2 separate regions of the Mus musculus genome follow, and region 1 is linked to region 2. A link is a contact called in public Hi-C data. All regions are on one chromosome and are shown on one strand. Each heading gives the region's core, a stretch centred on a gene start, on an enhancer-like site or on the middle of the called end of the contact. The rest is flanking DNA. Distances are from core to core; before and after follow the strand shown. Region 1 holds the start of Chodl (chondrolectin). Region 2 holds the start of Btg3 (BTG anti-proliferation factor 3).

Region 1 (6,434 bases), core at 2,001-4,500, 550 kb before region 2:
CATTTAAAGACGATGTCTGACTCTCTGAAGAGCATGAATTGCTGACGTCAGTATAAGGCTTAATACCCTTGTTCCTAACGGTCTGCTTCCACTCCGCCTTTACAATAAAGTGCATCTCCACTGTAGCAGAGTTAAAGCTGCATGTGTAAGAGAGTTCTCGAGAAATGTAAGGGACACCTGAAACATGGTAATGCCACATCACAGCATGAGGGCGTGGAAGACCAGTGCTCTCAACTCTAAAAGAGAAACAAAAAGTTTGTTAAAATAACAAATCTTTTGAAAATGTCACTTGCTTCCAAACATAGTCTTCCAAACTAGAGACCTCAAAGTTTAATCCCCCTTTTTCATATGATACCATACGGAAAAATCTTAAGAAGTTGTCATAAGAAAAATATCAGCAGCTAGTGACTTTCTGAACCGAGTGTTTAAATAGATGCAACAGATGTTCTCCACACATCTGTGTGGAGTAAGAAATCACCATACAATTCAAATCCTCAAATTAGTTTCCCATGAACCATAAATTCAGTAAATACAACGATTAGTGTCTGTGTACTGCCTTATTACATCAGATACTATTAAATCTTTTGTAGATCAGCTGATAGTGAAGCTGCTCAAAATGTATTTATCCCTAAAATATTTTATCCTTAAAATGGTGTGCTTAAAGGATTATAATGTATTTTGTTGATTTTTTTTTGAAATATGAAAAACATATCCAGAGATTTAGTTTGTCAGTGTCTGTCTCTTGAGGTCATGGTGGGTACATGATTATTTGATATTGCACAGTAATTATACCTTTTTGTCCCAAAATGTAATAAGTAGAAATAATTTTCCATGTGTTCTAAGTATGTTCCAAATAGTGGAAAGCAGAGACGCTGTCTCAATTCTCATCAGACTTGGTAACCAGTCCCTAGTGGCATAAAATAGTTGCTACACCATTCAGAAAAAATATCAACAGGCAGACAGTGGACATGTTAGGAAACATTGCTCCAAAAATAACAGATTTTAGACGGCTCTCTGCTCAGCCAATAACAGCTAGAATTAATCAAATCCTATGACTCAGAAATCAGTTTATAGATGGATAAATTTCAATGTGAAAAAATCAAATTATCCATAAGAAAGACATATCTAAGTAATTGTTTTAATCTCAAGTCAACATCATTATTTATGCTAAATCAAATAAATCATGATCAGTTACTTAGAAATTTTCCAGATGCCACCTTCAAGATGCCTATGAATTGCCAAAAAAAAAAAAAAAAAAAAAAAAAACTAGCCAAAAATTTGGAATAATTTGTGTAGAACTATATTGGAAATTAAACTTTTCATCAACAAAGCACTTGAGTTCTATTTTCTACTTTGAATATCTCTCCATCCCCAAAACTTTAATGTATTTAAATAAGAAGAGAACAAAGAATCATTATTTAAGTTAGTTAAATGCTTCTATTTGCTTTTAAAGTGTCATAAGTTCAAAGTACATTTTTTTTTGCTATTCGTTTTATTTGCATATAAAACTCAAACAAAGGTCGTGAAATAGTTTGATCCACCAGATAGATCTCCATGCAGTTCTTTATCTTCTGCTAAATAAGGAAGAAAAGGGACATTAACTCATAGGCTTTGAACACCCTGTAAATAGCTATAGGAGACTGAATTGTATCTGACTGAGTGAAATATCTGCTGAGGAGAAAATTGGAGGCAACCTTAATATGCTAGATCCTAAAGGTCTGTTTTCCGAACCCATTAAGTTACTGTCATCAACCTTTTTATCAGTGACACCTACTGTACAGATGGATAAGCTTTCAGAGGAACCACGTTGGCCTTATATGTTAGAAGCAACATTCAACAAACGCACTCCAACAGTTTGATGAGCATAGCAAGAGCTTTCTCGATGGGTGACTGTCCAGCTGCCGTGTGCGGTGCTGTTCACATTTGCCTCAAACACAGAAAAGCCTTAAAAGATTTTTCCCAAACTAAGAGAAGAAGATGGATACAGTGTGGATGACATTGAGCACCGGGGCTGTGTGTGCGGATGGGAGCGGGAATCAAGAGACAAAGCAAGGAAGTTTTGCAAATTTGACCTTTCACTGATTTGAGAGACTTAATTGTGCACCTGTTGTTTGAGCAAATCCAAATTCATCACCACAAACATCTCAAAGCAAACCTCCACCCAGCTCCAAGAGGTGTTTCCTGAGTGTTCTAATTTTGAAATTAAGTCCAAAAGCGAAGGCGACAGGGCAGTAGCTCTCCCCTGTTCTTCTTCAGTCCTCCTGAGAACAAAGGCTGCAAACTCAGACATCTGGACTGGTCTGGTCTCAGAAACCATCCTTGTGAGCACCCTGGCTGGACTAGAGCCAGACCAACAGGAGGTGGCGTTCATGCCACAGCAGCTGCTCAATGTCCAAGCTTGGTCAACCAGGCTCTACCACACCCCTCTCACAGGTGCCCCAGTCCTGTCTGCCTGTGTTCCACTCACCTGCTTCCAAATAAACTAGAGACTCTTGCCCTGAAGAGACAGAGCTGTTCCATATTTAGCTTAAGCTTGCTCCCCAACTATAGAAAAAGGCACTCCAAAAAAAAGGAAACTTTTCTGTTATGCAGGGAGAAGGTGAAAGGAAAGAATAACAGGTTTTCCACCTTCTCTCTGGACGCCTACTAAGTACTGTTTTCCAAGTCTATAAGGAGTCCCCAACCTAGTGCAGAGTACTCCATACCGCCCCAGAATCCCAAGTCCCTTGTTTTATGCTGCTCTGACTCACCACTGACCACCCTTCGGGCAAAGGCTCCCTGGGCACAGAGCAGCGCAGCTCCCAGCAAGAGTGAGGCGATGCGGATCATCCTGGCGAGCCTTCTGCAGCAGGTGTCCAGTGAAGGAAAGACGAGGTCTTCCCGCAGCGCGGCCACCGCCGGTGGCTCTCACCAGCAGCTTCCTTGCTTTCCTGCTGGGTCCTACTCCCTCCTTCCCAGCGCAGCAGCTAGGATGCCTGTAAGCATCGCCTTTAGGGAGGACCTTCTGCCAGGCTGCCCCGTGCCGCACTGGGCTGGAGTGCAGGACACCGTGGGCGTGTCTGGGAGCAGGGGACAGTGTTATGAGTTCCTCTGTCTGTATCTGTTGGAAAGGTGAAACGGGAGTTCTAACGCAAACCTAAGCAGCTGCCTTCCCTTCCTTCTCAGGTCTCTGTGTTCTAAGGGACTGAGCTGGTGTGTCCTGGTAGTGGCTTCAACAGCAGCAACAGCAGCAGCAACAGCAGCAACAGCCGCTCTGCGCTGGCGGCACTCTCTTATATATGCCCAGAGCCTGGGGTTCCAACCCCTAGCTAGTAATCATTTTAACTACTTCGTCCCTCCTGCCAAGTGGAGCATCTGGCCCCTCCCCTAAAAGCCGGAGCCACTTTGAAAAGAGTCCAGTCAGCAGTCCCTCCTCCTCCACTCCCGGTCCCCACCCCCTTCCCATTTGCCAACAGACTTCAATACTCATTTGTGTAAAATGTGACAGCTTTGCTATTAAACTCGGGCAAAAGTTGGCTCCATTTGGTTTTCTCGGAGATAAATGTCCACGAGGATGCCAAGTTTCAGGGCCTTTCTCTTTTTCTGCTAAATTGCTTGATCATATGTATGGTGAGATGCGGGGCACTAGCCACTATTTAAGATGGATTGGCAGAGTGGAAGCCAAAACCTGCTCAGTGAATTATATAATGTGGCAGCTTTTTCCCCACCTAGGTTCTGCAAATAGATTATTTCCAAGCAGGTTGCTTGACTAAATTGCCATAGAAGTAATTTGAAAAGAATCTTGGAAACAAGCCCCCCCCCCGACTAATTTCAGTCTCAGTGTTTGCAACTCCAAGGGGGGAAAGTCCAGGCAAAATAAATAATCTGAATTGTTGAGAACTTCACGAATGCAAAATGAGTGTATTTCTCTGAACGTATCCATCAGTGGTCTATGGATTCCATTAAAAGTAAGCCAGCCTGGTCTACAAAGTGAGTTCCAGGACAGCCAGGGCTATACAGAGAAACCCTGTCTCAAAAAACCAACCAACCAACCAAACAAACAAACAAATAAACAAACAAAAAAGTAAGTCTCACTTTAAGGAATATGTATGTGCCTTTCCAAACCTGACCCACTCTTCTGTAACAGTCCAATGGCTGGCTTACCATTTTTATGGAGTCAGAGATGTTCGTGAGAGTTCTCATAATGACAGTTTACACATAGTCCATAATAGGAAACCTGAAAATGTTCTTAGGATCAGCTTCTGTAAAACAGGAAAGTTTTTTTGTTATGTTGCTTTTCATTATAATTTATAATTAATTAATTAGGTTTTTTATGTGTACAAGTATGTGATTGTGGGGGTGTGTGTATGTGTGTGTATGTATGTGTGTGTGTTTGTGTGTGTATGCGATTGTATGTGTGTGATTTTGTGTGTGTGTGTGTTTGTGTGTGATTTTGTGTATGTGTGTGTGTGTGTGTGTCTGTGTGTGTGTCTGTGTGTCTGTGTGTGTCTGTGTGTGTCTGTGTGTGTGTGTTGAGGCCCAAAGGTGCATTCAGGAATCTCCCTTCTTTCCATCTTATTCATTGATGGGTGAGTCTCACAGTGAAACAAGATCTTATGATCCATATGACCTGTCTCCTTAGCCCGATTGCTTAATGACCCCATCTTCAACTTCAGAGGCTAGATTGCTGGAGGGACACCACAGCCACATGGCATTTGTGTGGGTTCTGGGGATCCTAACTCTTATCCTTTTGTTTAAGTGCCAAGGGCTTTAACTGCTGAGCCATTTCCTCAGACCCCATTATATTGCTTAAATGCACCAAGATTTCTTAAATAGGATCATTTCATATTTTAATGGGCAGCACACTTTCCTCCAAGGTCTAACTGTCTTTGGTTTTCATATGAAATGAGGACACTGATGGATCATTTTCTTGGAAAAAAGGCAGTATGTATGGCCACAATCAGGACCAGTCTCACAGAATCAGATGCTTCAGCAATTGGGAGATTCTTAACTACTAAATACACTTTACTAATTAAAGTAGAATTCTAATTGTGTGTGTGTGTGTGTGTGTGTGTGTGTGTGTGTGTGTGTGTGTGTGATGGATAGATAGAGATATAGATTAGATAGAGATTAGATTTAGATATAGATCTATATACACTTTTTCTGTTCTTTTTATTGACTGTGAATGAACTATCCTACTGTAGGGCCATGGGCAATTGATAAATATGGATTTGATAGTGAGTCTATTATTTTTACCACTAGTTTATGTCCTCAAGGAGAAGATTCTATTGAGATTTTTGAATAAGAGATGAGAAATGTAAAAAGTCCCATAGGTCCTGGGTTTGTAGTGTGGCCCTGAAAACCATGTCCGTGAGAACCATTGTCTGCAGCTTTGGTCAGAAAGCTGTCTGACATGAGCTCAGAATTCAGCATGGAGAGAGGAAGAGATGATAGCAGCCACCGTATAAAGCAAGGTAGAGCAGAAGGGTAAGTGAAGCATCACACGATATGGAAGAAGCAAGAATTAAGTTTTAAGTTATACCTGCGGTCATCCGCATTGGCTGATGAATATGTGTTTTATTAATGCCTGTAGAAAGAATCCAGGTGAAGGCCTTTTCCTCTATCATGCCACCCTTCTCCCAGACACTGGCATCACCCAGCTCTCTTATGAAATGACCCTTCTTTGGGAAGAGAACCCTGCAAATTGTATCATGAACACCAGACATCTCTTAGCTGTGTTTCTGACACCTAAGACATAATACACTTGAAATCAGCAATGATGGAAAGGAGAACTATACTATATATTTAGTACTTGGTTAAATCCAAATGACAGCCATAACTACATCCTCAGTAGGGTTTCATGGGTTTTTATCTTTCATGCAAGAATAACACCAATGCAATTGAGTCAGCCATTGACTTACTGGTCCAGCAGTGTTCCTCGTAGCTAACATATTAAGGGAAATACAATCCTGTATTCTTATTCATTTTTGATTTGGCATTTTAAAAGGGATTGGCAGACAAAAATCAACATTTGTTTGTTTGTTTGTTTGTTTCTCTACCACTAAAAACATCTGGGTGGCTTACCACCAACTTAATGGAGCCTGGCTTAGGTATTTTTAAAAAGTAAGTATTTTCTATAAAGAGCACTACAAGAATTTTATCATATAGATTACATACATCTGTTATATTATATAATCTATATAACATAATGGAAGATATATATCAAAATTCATCAAATTTTAATTAAAATATTCCAATTCATTTAGATTGCCTTTATATGTATATGTATTTGTATATATACATATATACATATATATGTGTGTGTGTATGTGTGTGTGTGTATGAATTTGCTGCTGTATTCGGTTTCCATACTACCCCTCAAATGTCCCTTAATTTTAGCTGTTTCCATGTAGTCTTTCCCATAACCCCATCTCTTTGCCCCCTCTCCTTCTAGT
Region 2 (6,953 bases), core at 2,992-5,491:
AGGAACACTCCTCCACTCCTAGTGGGATTGCAAGCTGGTATAACCACTCTGGAAATCAATCTGGAGGTTCCTCAGAAAATTGTAAATAGTTCTACCTGAAGACCCAGCTATACCACTCCTGGGCATATACCCAGAAGATGCTCCAACATATAACAAGAACACATGCTCCACTATGTTCATAGAAGCCTTATTTATAATAGCCAGAAACTGGGAACATCCCAGATGTCCCTCAACAGAAGAATGAATTTTTCTTTTTTAAGAAAAGTGGTACATTTACACAGCTATTAAAAATAATGAACTCATGAAGTTCTTATGCAAATGCATGGAACTAGAAAAATATTATCCTGAGTGAGATAACAAAGACCCAAAAGGACATACATGGTATGTATGCAGTGATAAGTGGATATTAGCCCAAAAGCCCAGAATACGCACAATACAGCTCACCAATCATATGAAGCTTAACAAGAAGGAAGGCCAAAGTATGGATGCTTCAATCCCACTTAGAAAGGGGATCAAAATAATCACAGGAAGCAGAGGGAGGGCACTGGGTGGGAGAGGGAAGGGAGGGAAAAGAGGAGGGGCAAGCCCAGGTATGGGAAGAGACAGGAGAGAAGTCCAGAGGTACAGGAGAATTCATAGAAATAAGTAGCAGGGGTGGGGTGGGGGTGGGGAAAACGGAGGTGGGAGGAACCACTAGAAAGTTTCAGAGCCAGGGATGTGGGAAGCTCCCAGGACCCAGTGGTCGAAATGCCCAACAGTGGGGACATAGAACCTGAAGAGACCACCTCTAGTAGATAGACATGGCTCCAGTGAAGGGATGGGGCCACCCACCCATCTCAAAACTTTTAACCCATAATTGTTCCTGTCTAAAGGAAACCCAGGGACAAAAAATGGAGCAGAGACCAAAGGAAAGGCCTCCAGAGACCGCCCCACCTTAGAATCCATTCCATCCACAGACACCAAACTCCATCACTATTGCTAATGTCAAAAAGTGCTTGCATACAGGAGCCTGTTTCCTGATAGATTCTACTAGCATCCGACTAAGACATATGTAGATCCTCACAGCCGACCACTGTAATGAGCCCAGGGACCCCAATGGAAGAGTTAGGAGAACCAAAGGAGCTGAAAGGGGACTGCAACCCCATAGGAAGAACAACAGTGTCAACCAAGCAGCCCCCCCACCCCCCCCCCCCCCCCGAGCTCCCAGGAACTAAACCACTAACCAAAGAATACACACAGAGGGACTCATGGCTCCAGCTGTATATGCAACAGAGGATGGCCTTATCGGGCATCGATGGGAGGAGAGGCCCTTGGTCCTGTAGAGGTTTGTTGCCCCATCTAAGAGGGATGCTGGAGGGGTTAGCCAGGAGTGGATGGGTGGGCAGGGGAGCACCCTCTTAGAGGCAAAGAGGAGGGAGAATAGGGAAGGGGTTTGAGGAGGGAAGAATGGGAAGGGGGACAACAGGTGAAATGCAAATAAAATAATTAATAAAAAAATAAATAAAAATGTGCCTTAAGGCCTTAAAATAGAAATCTTAGATATAAATTTCAGACTCAAATGCTAATTTCAATTATTGATGACTTCCAGAATGATGATGGCCTTATAGATCTTGAGATTTCCATGTGCCATAACCACTCACACCAATTCTTAAAGCTCCTCTCTCCCCTCTTTCTTTATATGTATGTATGCATGCATGATATGTACCTGTAGGCTAAACTCACTGAGAGAACTCAGACTCTGTCATGAATTGGAAAATAGGTGAGTCCTGTTGAAGAAGCCAAAGAACTACCTCTCCTGTCAGAAAGGGAAAATTGCTCTTAACCACGGAGCCATCTTGACAGCCTCCATGGACAAGTTTTGCAAAGCGTGAAAGGAGTTACAATGTGGGAGCAAAGTAAATGAGAGAGGGCAGAGGTGTTTCAGATTTGTGCAGTCTTACTGAATGTGTGAGATTTCAGGGGTTTTCACCTTTGGTTTAGTTTTTTTAGCTATGGTACTGTTGTCTGAACCACAGTGTTATATATAACCATAGATTAATAATGATTAATTATTATCACAGGGATCCTAACTGGGCATGCGAGCCATCTTAATTCACTGAGCCATCACAGTGTGGTGGCAGCACACGCTTTTAATCCCAGCATTGAGAAGCAGAGGCAGGCAGATCTCAATGAGTTTCGAAGCCAGACTGATCTACAGAGTGAATTCCAGCACAGCCAGGGCTACACAGAGAAACCCTATCTCAAAAAAAGCAAACAAAGAAAAAAATTACATAGAACATTAGTCATGAGATTTTGAAATTTCCTGGCAGTTAAAAATGTTTGTAACTACCTATTTTGTGAAACTGTAGAGTTAAGAGCTGTTAGCAGTAAAACAACGTCAATGTGATTATTTGTTTTAAACGAAAGCACATCTCCGGGAATAGTCCCACGGATGTATATGACAGCACCCCCTTTAAATTGAGAAATAGCTTTAGTTTCACAATAGTAGAAGTGCTTCTCACAAAATAGAGGCATAGCACACTAGTTTTATAATGGTTTGAGGGTTTTATACTTCTGGTAAAAAATTATTATTTTTGAGGCTCACAAGGCTATAATCACCAACATAGTCTAAATAAAGCTTTAACAATTAGTTCTTGGAATGAATTTATGAAATTCCTAGGCAAATGGATGGACCTGGAGGGCATCATCCTGAGTGAGGTAACCCAATCACAAAAGAACTCACATGATATGTACTCACTGATAAGTGGATATTAGCCCAGAAACTTAGAATACCCAAGATACAAGATACAATTTGCAAAACACATGAAACTCAAGAAGAACGAAGACGAAAGTGTGGACACTTTGCTCTTTCTTAGAATTGGGACCAAAACACCCATGGAAGGAGTTACAGAGACAAAGTTTGGAGCTGAGACGAAAGGATGGACCATCTAGAGACTGCCATACCCGGGGATCCATCCCATAATCAGCCTCCAAACGCAGACACCATTGCATACACTAGGAAGATGTTGCTGAAAGGACCCTGATATAGCTGTCTCTTGCGAGGCTATGCCCCGGCCTAGCAAACACAGAAGTGGAGGCTCACAGTCAGCTATTGGATGGATCACAGGGCTCCCAATGGAGGAGCTAGAGAAAGTACCCAAGGAGCTAAAGGGATCTGCAACCCTATAGGTGGAACAATATGAACTAACCAGGAGCCCCCCACCCCCCACCCCTCAGCTGGTCTCTAGCTGCATATGTAGCAGAAGATGACCTAGTCGGCCATCACTGGAAAGAGAAAGAGTCTTGCAAACTTTATATGCCTCTGTACAGGGGAACACCAGGGCCAAGAAGTGGGAGTGGGGGGAGGGAGGGTTTGGGGGACTTATGGGGTAGCATTGGAAATGTAAATGAAGAAAATAAGTAATGAAAAAAAAAACAATGGTAATCTGCATTTTTAAATTCTCTTTTAATGAGTGTCTTGTGTTTTTCCGGCCTGTCTGACTTATCAGCTGCTTTCACAACACTAACACCTAGCTGCCAGTTCAGCCTAAGGGACGGAAAGATGGGCCTTTCTTCGGAAAGTTTATCTTCCCTCTTCTTATGTGTTTAGTCAAGGCTTAAAAGCTACCCCTCCCCCCCAAGTCCTTGAGTTAGAAGTATCTGAGAAATACAAAGCCTGGCCACTCCACTCATCCATTGGGCCATCAGTGCTGGCAGAGACACCCCGTACTCAACAGGAGGCTGCCACGGTCACATGGAGGCACGAGCTCTGCCAGCCAAGTGTCCAGGTAAGAGTTTTACCCAAGCCATCTCACGTACAGGGAGGCAGCTAGTGACCTCACGACCGGAGGGACTTGGCAAGCCCTCAGTGCCAAGCTCCCCTCCGCAGCCGCTTCGTGCAGAGGTGGGTAGGAGGGGGAGAGCCCATCAAAGCAGAATCCGGATTGAACTTGCCCTCAGGCAGCAGAGAGGCGGGCGGATCCAAGGGAGAGAGCCCCGCGTGGGGAGGAGTGGCCGAAGAGCCAAGAGGAAGCGTCCTGCCCACCCCACTGAGGGAGGCAAGGCCCTCGGGGCTCGCGCAGGAGGCACTGCGACCTCGTGCCAGCACGGCCGTCGGAGCCCAGGCTCTGCGCGCGGCCGGAGGCAGGAGCCGGCCACGCGCACCGGTGGAGGGGGGCGGGCCCGAGGGAAGCCCCGCCCCCAGGGCGCGCGGATTGGTTCTTCGCGGCGCCGGGCCTCTCCTAGTCATCGCCCCTCCCTTCTTCCGGGCCTCGAGCCCCCCGTGGGCCGCGTCGGGACTGCGTTCGCCCTGTCGGCCGCGCGCTCCGCCGCCCGCCAGTCTGGTCGGCGCGCGCTCAGCGGCGGCGGCGGCGGCCCGACGACGCAGCAGCGGCGCTCGCGCTCGGCTCCCCGGCCACGGGACGCGGTCGCACCCGGCGAGGGTGCAGCCCCCGGAGCGGCGGCGGCGGCGGTGAGGAGAGCCCGCCGGGGGTCGGAGTCGGGGACGCGGTGGCAGTGAGGAGGGCAGGCCTGGCATAAGGGGACGCGGCGGGGACCCCCGGGCATCGCGGCGGAGGGAGGTTGGGACGCGCCCGCCGCCACGTCGAAAGCGGAGCGGCCGAGGGATGCGCGGCGCGGAGGGGAGCGGCGGCGGGTCCTCGGTGGGGTTGGGACGCCTCCTCCGGCGCGTGCCACGTCGCCTGCCGCCCCCGGGGAGGCGACAGCGGGCGGGCAGGGGCAAGCCGGTTTGTTTGCACAGGTTAGACGCGGCGCGCAGGCCGTCCACTCGGAGCGCGTGGGGGGCTCTCTCCACCCGCGCCGGGCTGGGAGGGGAGCCCGATCCGGCTGCATCTGGATCCCGCTGGCCAAAGCCGCCCGGGGCGGTCAGGGCCTCTCGGCGCGACCACGCTTGCCGTCCCCTCCACCTCGGCAGCGTCCACCTGGAGAAGTTGTGGTTTCTAGAAACTGCGAGTGGCTTTTTCGTTACTGGGGAGGGGTTGGGGGGGGTGGGGGGTGGGGAGACTGCAAAGTTAGAAACTCCTAGAAGGCCGAGCTCGTGGAACAAAGTAGAACTTGAGGAGCAGCCGCCGCGGTGACGACGTCCTGGGGTGACGTCACCAAGCGGTGTTTAAAATGGGAGCTTTGGGGGACAGTGTGGGTGGCACTAGGCGCCTAAGGTCTAATCCCCCACCCCCGGTCCCCGGTGGTATTCACACCCCCCACACACCCTCCCCCGAGGTTTAGACCTTTCTCTGTGCCTTTGGTACTTCTGGAACACTGATAAGAGGGGGTTAATTCTTAAGCTATTCCATTCCTTCAAACAGAAAAATAAATAAGTCCGTATGACTCATCTTCTGTTACAAACCAAAAAGCAACCGCTAAGTGGTTCTTTCCTTCCTTAATTTTATTTTATTTATTTATTTTTTTTAATATGAAGTTGAGGAAACAAAAAGCAAATCCCCCAAACTGTTAGGTAGCACGTACTGGCCCAGTTGGTGAATGAGAGGGGTCTAGGAATCATTACATTTCTCTAGTGTGAGTCTTCTATCTTGTTTGGAGTGGAGCGTATGCGGCTCCATCTGCGACATCCTCGCCCAAGTTGTGTATTCAGTTTCAGTGGGTTTTGCTGGTCCATCACAAGGTGCTATACATGAAGTATAAAGGAAGCTTCGGAGAGCGGAAGAGGCCTCACACTGCAGGAGGAGGGAGGTGGCACAGCAGTTGTAGTAGACTGAAGTTCTATGTGCCCACCACTGGTGTGTGAGGATTCTATCTACCGGCTGACCATAGCAGTAGAGGGTGTATTAGGCATTCTAAGCATCCAAGAGGAACGTTTGGGTGTTTTCCGTCTAGGATCCGAGTGAGTAGGGCTGCCAGGACAAATCTCAGATACTATATAGAATTTCCTTCACTCTGAGGACCCTCGTTTGCATTTGCACGCAGAGTAAAAATCACATTAGACAAGAAACTTAAGAGAGCAGTTTTAGTAAATCTTTAAAAACCGGTGTTTCTTTTTTCTCTTTCATCTTTTTTTTTTTTTTTTTAATTTATAAGACCAGACTGCCAGACTGTTGTTAAGCTAGTTCACTGTATAGTCAATACATTAGGGCCCGACATTGGCGCCCAGAAAGATGACGTTACTTAGTAAATGTTGGATCAGAATATCTCCAAGTTCCATTCAGCCAAGTGAATGAGCTCATCTCAAAGCATACATATATACACACACACACATATTCAAAAGAACGCCTGATCAGCCTTTCTGGATTAATCAATGATCAATCAGATTTTCTATTTTTAAGAGTCCTTTGATGCAGCTCCAGAATGTAACTGATTATTTCATTTAATTTTTCTGTGAGTGATCCTGAATTGATGCTCTGCTTAATGCACTTTAATGCTCACTATTTCTTGTTTTAGCTCTTTAGGAAAATATACCTATACCTGAAAGAATATGTATAAAAAGCTTCAATGCTGAAAAACTTTCAATGTGTAACAATTTTATTCAAGAGTAATAGTTTTATCTCAGCAGAAAAAGAACCTTGGACTCCCTAGACTCTTGTCTCCTGCTCCTCTGCTCCTCCTGCCTGTAGGCCACCCAGTCTATTTTCTGCCTGTATAGACTCCCCTGCTCTGGACAGTTGTATATATGGCGGAAATTTTAGTGTGGTATTGTTTGTTACCTCTGCTTGCTGTGTTATAGCACGTGTTAGTGCTTCGTTTATTGTAATTACCAGTTCTGTTGTACGTGTAAGCCATACTTTATGTGTCCAGTCAGCATTTGGGGGATATTTGGAGTATTTCTACTTTGTCATGAATAATGTTGACAAGGACCTACCTTCCTTCCTTCCTTCCTTCCTTCCTTCCTTCCTTCCTTCCCTCCTTCCCTCCTTCCCTCCTTCCCTCCTTCCCTCCCTCCCTCTTTCTTTCTTTCTTGAACATATATTTTAGAATTCCTGGGCTCATAGCTGATAGAATTA

What was found. A called contact is a pair of places that touch in the nucleus more often than the background predicts.
Region 1: a Hi-C map of muscle stem cells shows a contact between it and region 2, with 2.3 times the contacts expected there. The contact joins the promoter of Chodl here to the promoter of Btg3 in region 2. A contact is called at or near these places in 4 of 39 promoter capture datasets (the HPC-7 cell line, embryonic stem cells, hippocampal neurons and 1 more), 2 of 484 Hi-C or Micro-C datasets (forebrain and muscle stem cells) and 1 of 115 datasets of contacts at active chromatin or transcription factors (embryonic stem cells).

Annotation. Positions count from the first base shown.
Region 1 is chr16:78,927,764-78,934,197 of GRCm38.p6, reverse strand. It overlaps Chodl (chondrolectin), which reads right to left and starts at 3,250. Exons shown (of 6, transcript NM_139134.4): 1 at 2,751-3,250. The coding sequence starts at 2,829.
Region 2 is chr16:78,374,098-78,381,050 of GRCm38.p6, reverse strand. It overlaps Btg3 (BTG anti-proliferation factor 3), which reads left to right and starts at 4,241. Exons shown (of 5, transcript NM_009770.3): 1 at 4,241-4,450.